Linked DNA regions of Capra hircus: region 2 is linked to region 1. The links are chromatin contacts, called in public Hi-C maps. All regions are on one chromosome and are shown on one strand. The core of a region is the stretch at or near the end of the contact, and the rest is flanking DNA. Distances in the headings are between cores, read along the strand shown. Region 1 has its middle 98 kb from the start of SSBP2. Region 2 holds the start of SSBP2 (single-stranded DNA-binding protein 2).

Region 1 (3,437 bases), core at 188-2,687:
CCCAAACTAGACATAAAGTTAATATCAGTGTCCGAGGTTCCAGCTCCTCCCCCAAAACCCATAGCCCTCAAGGGGTACTAATTCATGAGTGCCAAAACTCGGCAAGTCAGGCCTTGTCGTCTCCAGTCTGAGTAGGATTGACTGTATCCGGATAAAAGCACGGGGCGGAAAGGGTTAATCACAATCCTCCTCTTCCTCCTCTCCCCCCTCCACCCGGCGACAGAGCCAGGAGTGTCTCAGCGGGAGAGCAACTGGAAACCACAAACACCCAAACCCAGGAGCAACTCAAACTAAACCTGGAGACCTGGCTTAGGGAAAGGAGTTAAGTTTAGACCAAACGGTTTTATCAAGGTAGCTGAAAAGGTGCTGCCCTCAGATCTCAAGGATTTCTTTGATGTTGCAGCTGAAGCCTCAAAAATACATTTATGACCCTAATGCCCTTTATTCCCAAAGACCCCAAGGGGTGTTTGTAGAAACGTCCTGGAGGCGTACAGAGTGCAGTGGGAGTGAAGAAAACCCCCGCGGTATACACGCCTGGCCACCTGGTCCAGGTAATCTTTGCTGCGGGGTCGGGGCCGCCAAGCAACAACCTTCGCCCCATGACAGGGCATCCTCCAAACCCACCGCAGCCAAGACGTTGCAGGACCCATCCGCCGGCCCCCGGCCCCGGCCCCCGCCTCCCAGCCCCAGTCTTCCCCACGCCATCCCAATCCCTTCCCTACTCCTCACCCTGGGTCGGGGGCGTCCCTGATCGCCAACCCCCCTAAAACCTACCGGCGCTCTGAGCGCCCACCAGCAAATTCCTACCAGCCCCAGCCTTCCAGGAAAGCAAAAGCAAAAAAAAAAAAAAAAAAAAGACCATGACATCACGGGCAGGTTTATTTGGGTTTGTTTGTTTGCTTGTTGGCTCGATTAAATACTCGTGGAAGGTGAACGTACCCCACACAGGAGAAGTTTGATGTTGACAAACTTCTGGTGGCAGCGAGACAGTGTCAGCACAACTTCCGGGATAATGAGAGCTGCTTTGCAGGGAGCGCGGCAGCTGCGGCGGGAGGCGGCCGCCGGACGGAACAGCAAATGCTATTCAGCCCGAGCAGTTTCAAGCCGCCCGAGCTGGGGAATTACTGTAGTCGAGCTACGGCTCTTACCACCGGCGCTGGATCTGGGCGCGCGTTAGGGGGGGAAGCTGCAGGCACAGGGCGCCGAGAGGGGAGCTTTCAAGTTACTTTGCTCCACCCCTACACCCGGCAGAGGCTGGCAGGCTGCATGGTAACTGCCAGCATCTTGGTCCCTGCTCCTTTAGGCGGCCTCCCTGGAATCAACCAACTTTTCTCTCCCCCAAAACTCCCTCTTTGTTTCAAATAGGACTCTCCAAAATTTATTCTTGGGAAGACTGACAGCCGGGGTCAAGAAACAGCTGTTGAAGTTAATGTTTCTTCCTCCCACTTCGTCTGATGGTTGTGCCCTGCCAAGACAAAGTGAGAGGCACTGCCTGGTGGCTTCTTTAAACAGACAAGCATTTAGCCAAAAAAAAAAAAAAAGTGGGGGAAAGTGGGGGGGGGATATTTTCCTGCTTAACATACAATCTGATCAGAAATGCAACAGCATGTGCTTTTCAACTTGTGCTGATTACTTGCTGAAAAGATGCTTCGGCTTTTAGTTTTGAACACTCTTAGCACTGGGGAGGGGGTGGGGTGGGCACAGGGATGGTGGGAGAGGTGGTGGGGACACTTTCCATGTTTTGGTAAAGGGGCAAAAATGTTAAACCTTCCTCCTCTGACCCACCTCACCCTCTCTAAGAAAGATAGAATGGCCTGGGGGAGGGAGGAAAGAGTTACATTCCTTTGCAAGGTTTAATTCACATTTCAAATTTCATATCATGATGCAGAACAAGGACTGGCCTAGAGCTAGGCAAATTGTTTTTATTTGGAGACCTAGGCCAACCTGGACCTTGCTGCCAGCTCTTGGTAGTTCTTGGTGGCTTTCTCCAGATTAGGCCTGTCTCTTCTCCAGTTCCCCAACCCAACTCCTTTGCCCAGAGGGCATGCTCTGGGACAAGCTATCTTGTTTTTTCCTGCTTTCTTCAGGGTGAAGATTGATTTTAGCACAACCCTTCCTCTGCTCCCTGTGCAGTTTAGGGTGCCCTGGGGGTCTGCCTGAGTCTCCCTGTCCTGACTGAGCTCTCCAAACGTGGTTGTTCTCTGTAGTGGGAGTGGGGAATTGGGAACTCGATTCCTTCCTCATCAGAGAACTTAACCAGTCTTCCAAGTGCCCCATTGCCCTTTGGGAACACTCTGCTCACTTGGTCTCTCTCAGACATGGTCATATGAAGACATAAAAGGCCTTCCTACTCCACCACCAGGTTAGTCTGTCACCGCATCGCAATGCAGTGCCATCACAAAGTGATATTGCATCAGACCCAAGGATATTTTAGGAAGCTCTCAAGCTGGGTCCAACCAGCCTCTGTGCAAGAATCAGGGCCACGCTGCCAAAATGAGGGCTGTGGAGATGCTGGACAGGTGGCAATGATGCCCTCTCTATTCTCAGCTCCATTCCCCACTTGCTGTCCCATCCCTCCCCCACCTTACCCCCCCCCCAGACCTCACCCCAGCCAGTCTGATGCACTCAATGACTTCCCCACTTTTCCCTCTGCCTAGTTCCCAGAGGGCACCACTTTTTTCTCCCTCTTGTGTCTCTTTGCAGTGTGCCGGTCCACCTTCTGCTGTATTTCCTGTTTTTCTGCCTATTGTGGTCACTCACTGAGAACTTAAGTAGCATTTGTTCTTATTAACTGAATCATTTGAATTACTCTTGGAGTTGCTCTGGCTGCTGCAAGCAAAACCTCCAACTTGGGCATCTGCAGTCCTGCTCAACTCATTTGACTTGGGTGAACCTTTCCCCTTCTCTCCAACTCTGGGTCCCCCAGTTGGGGTGACACGATGGCAGTGGCCAAGCATCAGGTGTCACCCTCAGCAAGTACCCGCTTCTCTGAGTCCTACTCATGCAATCCAGCAGTCAATTGACTTAAATTCCTTTCGCTTTATTGTTCTCGTCCTTAGATCAGCGCTCAGCAGCTAGCAGGGCTATAGGCAGACCTCCACTAATCCTGAAGTTGTAATTCCCTACTGCTGGCTCCTGTAGTTTTATTACGGCCTCCTTTTTTTCTAAGATTGACAGACATAAACCTTCAGTGTGGAGGTCTGCACTGGCACCCTTAAAGGCTTCTTTGTGTGGAAATATAACCTCAGGGCAAAGTCGGCCCAGCTCCAGGAAAGGCACATTATCCTGCTACAGGGAATTACTGTGTTGGGGCAGACCTCAGGGTTCCTCCTTCTGCTGGCTACCTGGCATCCTCCCAGGGACAATGCTTTCTTCCTCTGCATACGTGCTAAGTTGCTTCAGTCGTGTCCAACTCTTTGGCAACACTATAGACTGAG
Region 2 (3,417 bases), core at 503-3,002, 98 kb after region 1:
CCATTTTTTGTTTTTGTTTTCCTTAACATAGCAAGTCCCTTCTCTTCATTTTCCCCAGTGTTTGATTTATGTTTGGTTGCCAGCACCTTTTCTGATTCTTTCATTTTTACTAACTGCCCTTCCTTAACCTTCTGTTGATGTTATATTCCTATCACTTGCTGTCAATGCCCACACAAGCCCATTTCTTTCCATTCCATCTATCTCAGAATCTCCATATACATTTTTATGACCCTACTACTAAAAGTTTAAAGCTGCATGTGAGGAAAAGAAAGGTACCTTTCTCCATTTGAATGTTATTTCCTCTCCCCTCCCATAGCTGTTCCGGGTCTTTTTATCCTTTCTTGATGTTTTCCCCTATCTGACCCCCAGCTGCACCCCACTCCCCCTGTCACTCCCTATTTGATGCCCATCTCTTCTTTTTAAACGTGTTTGCACTCTGTCTCATTTTACATCCAAGGATCTCCACAAGATAAAGGATGGAGTTCAGTTGGGAGCCAGGTTGTGTGTGTTTTCAGAAACTTTTTTGCCTTTACTGAAATGGGATTGGGGCCTGGGATCCATGAATATTCTTGGGCAGCGTTTCAGCTCTGGCAAAAGCTTTGTACACCTTGGAGCACGGCTGGGGCCTATTCTGACGGACAAAGACAGGGATGTTTTTAAAAGCCTTCTACGGTCCTTTCCACTCCAAAGGTCAGGATGAGTTGGCATCAACGCCCCAGGCTAGAGAGGCAGGCCAGGTGGGGATACCCGGGACCCTTTTCTGCAGTAGGTCTGGCATGTCGCGGGGCTCTGATCTTAGGAGGACAAGGTGGGGGCCACTGAGGCCCCAGGAGTCACTTGGCCACCTTTTGGAGGCAGGCTCACCTCTAAAGAGAGGAGCCAGGCCCGAGGCCGAGTGCTCCCCCGCGCTGCAGGGCGCGGCCCCAGGAGCCAGGCGACGCCACCCCAGCGGCGCCAAGGGCCGCAGGCACAGTCCCTCCAAGGAGGGAAGGCGAGTCGCTCAGCCAGAAGGTCGAGGGAACAGTGCGCGTGTCCCCCGCCAGCCGGCCCTCTGGGAGCTGGGCGGGGGCGACACCGCAGGGAGTAGGGCCGAGGACTGCAGAGATCAATCCTGGGTACCGGCGCGGGGTCACAGACAGGAGAGGAGCGGGAGAAAGGGGCTGGTGGGGGAGGCTCCCCAGGGCGGCTGGGGCCGTAGATCTGCCTGTGTACTCGGCGGGCGCCCTGAAGTCTGGGGCCGCGGCCACTCCGGCTCCGCCGGCTCCTGCCAGAGACTCCAGGCCGCACTTTCCCCTCCTCCCGGCGCCTTCTCTCCAGTGAGGAGCCGAGCGCGGGCGGTGCGGGGGGAGGGGCGGCGGCAGAGGGAACAGCCAGTTGTTTAAAATCCTTCTAGAGCAGTTTCTAATTCCCCGCTTGCGCCGGGGTTCGGAGGGGGGAGGGAGGGAGAGGAGCGGGAGGAGGGAGGAGAGCGGAGAGGGAAGGAGGGAGGGAACCCGGGAGGGAGGGAAGGAGGGAGGAGACTGCCGCTTAGGCTGTAGCCGCCGCCGCGCGCTTCGGCAGGCCGGAGGGAGTCGAGGTGGGGGGAAGGCCTGTCAGTCTCGTGCGTTGCCTGGGCGAAGGGGGCGGAGCTTTGGCGTGGGGCGGCCAATAGTGGGGGTGGCTGCGTGGGTCGCCATGGGGACGGGGCTGTTCCCGGGGAGGCTGTGATGGGTTGACAGGTGCGTGACAGTGGGAGCTGCTCTCGGCACAAGCATGTACGGCAAAGGCAAGAGTAACAGCAGCGCCGTCCCGTCCGACAGCCAGGCCCGGGAGAAGTAAGTGTCTCCGCTTCTCACCCACCTCCGCCTTCTCACGCGCGCACACACACACACACGCACGCACTCGCACACTCTCTCTGAGACACCCAGACACACAGACACTCTCTGCCGGGGGAGAGCCGGGGGGTGGGCTGGCAGGGGGAGGGGTGCGCGAGGTGGGGGGCGTGCGGTGCTGGGAGCGGCTGTTTCCCAGGAGGGGCTCGCGCGGGGCTGGCGGCCGTGGGGTCTGGCGGGAGGGAGGGAGCGAGTGTGTCGGGGGGCGGCGGCGGTGCCGGTGGCGGGGATGGAAACTTGTTTGGGTGATTGAGGGAAATAACCCGCGGGTTCAACCTTCTCGCAAAGTAACTTTGGAGCTGGGGTCCGGGGCTGCGGGGAGCGGAGAGCCTCCGGGGGTAGAGGTTGGGCGAGAGGGGGCAGCTGCGTGGAGGAGGGCACGCGGAGGGAATGTGGGTGTTCGGTGGGGGCGGGCCGGGATCGGGGCGGGCTGCTCGAGGGGCGCCGCGGCGGGGGGCTCGGGCGCCGGGGCCGGTTGCGCCTGGCGAGGCGAAGGCAGCGGGGCCGGGCGCGCGGCGGGCGGAAGCCGGGCGTGGAGCGGCCGAGCGGGGCCCCGCTGGGCGCGGAGACGCGCGCGGGGCGCGGAGGGCGTGTGCGGGGCGTGGGCTGGGTGGGCGTCGGGGCTTTCCTGGTCCGGAGGAGGGACGCCGCGTTCGCAGCCCTGTGTGCCTCGCAAGCCTGGGGCAGGGGGCGTCAGGGGCGCCGCTGAAGTTTGGGAGTCAAAGGACGGAGTTCCCGGGGAGGAAAAGTGTGCTGGCGAGAAGCGGGAGCTGTTGGGGTAGGCTGGCGTTTCTGCCGCTCGCAGTCGACCCAACTCGGCGGCGGCGGCGGCGGCTGGAGAACTTTTTTTTTTTGGAGACTTGCAGCCTCCCAAACGTAGAGGGCCGTGGCGGTCCGGGCGGCGAGCGGGGGTCGCGGGGCGCAGAGGAGTGGCGGTGGGGGCCGCGGCCGCTGGCGCGTGGAGGGCTGTCTGCGGTGGGGAGGGGGCAGTGGTCCGAACCCGGACTTGCAGGAAGGGTCGAAGCGTGGAGACGGGGAGGAGTTGGTTGTTTGGTCGGTGTGGCGAGGAGATACAGGTGTTAACTCCGGTGGGAGCCCAGGGGAGGCTGGCGAGAAAAGAGCCCCTCCCGGTCTGGGATGCCACCGTCACGGCACGCTGCGAAGCAGGGTTGTTTGCTTCTATTCTTATGTGCTTGTAACGGTGATTTGGTTGTTACTAAAAATGAGAGCGCATAGTGACTGTGACCACTGAGGAAGAACCCCTCTTTTCTGTGCAGCAGTTCTTATGGTGATTCCCACTAACCACCTCCATTCTGAGGATGAGGCGTATCCCTGTCATTGGACACGCTCTGCCCTTCCGAGGACTTCAGACTGGAGAAAAGTCTGAGAGCATCTCTCAAAAGCTACTTTAGTCACCTTGCACAAGGAAATAGCTGAGTAAATAAAAACCCAATGTGCAGAAACTACCGGGTTTGCCTCCTAGTTTTAGGCAGTTAGTAGTCTTCTGAAAGTTTCTTGTGCCCTAGGGTTGGGAACATTTCCTAAT

Evidence for each region. Hi-C and Micro-C count contacts between places; a contact is called where the count stands out from the background.
Region 2: a Hi-C map of blood shows a contact between it and region 1, with 3 times the contacts expected there. The contact joins the promoter of SSBP2 here to the enhancer-like site in region 1. A contact is called at or near these places in 2 of 5 Hi-C or Micro-C datasets (both in blood).

Annotation. Positions count from the first base shown.
Region 1 is chr7:28,769,319-28,772,755 of ARS1.2, forward strand. No RefSeq gene overlaps it. Among named protein-coding and RNA genes, the nearest start is that of SSBP2, 98 kb to the right of the region's middle. Within about 2 kb of position 1,438, at least 5 of the 5 cell types and tissues checked have an H3K27ac peak or open chromatin away from gene starts, as enhancers often do.
Region 2 is chr7:28,867,135-28,870,551 of ARS1.2, forward strand. SSBP2 (single-stranded DNA-binding protein 2) reads left to right here and starts at 1,753. Exons shown (of 17, transcript XM_018050055.1): 1 at 1,753-1,814. The coding sequence starts at 1,753.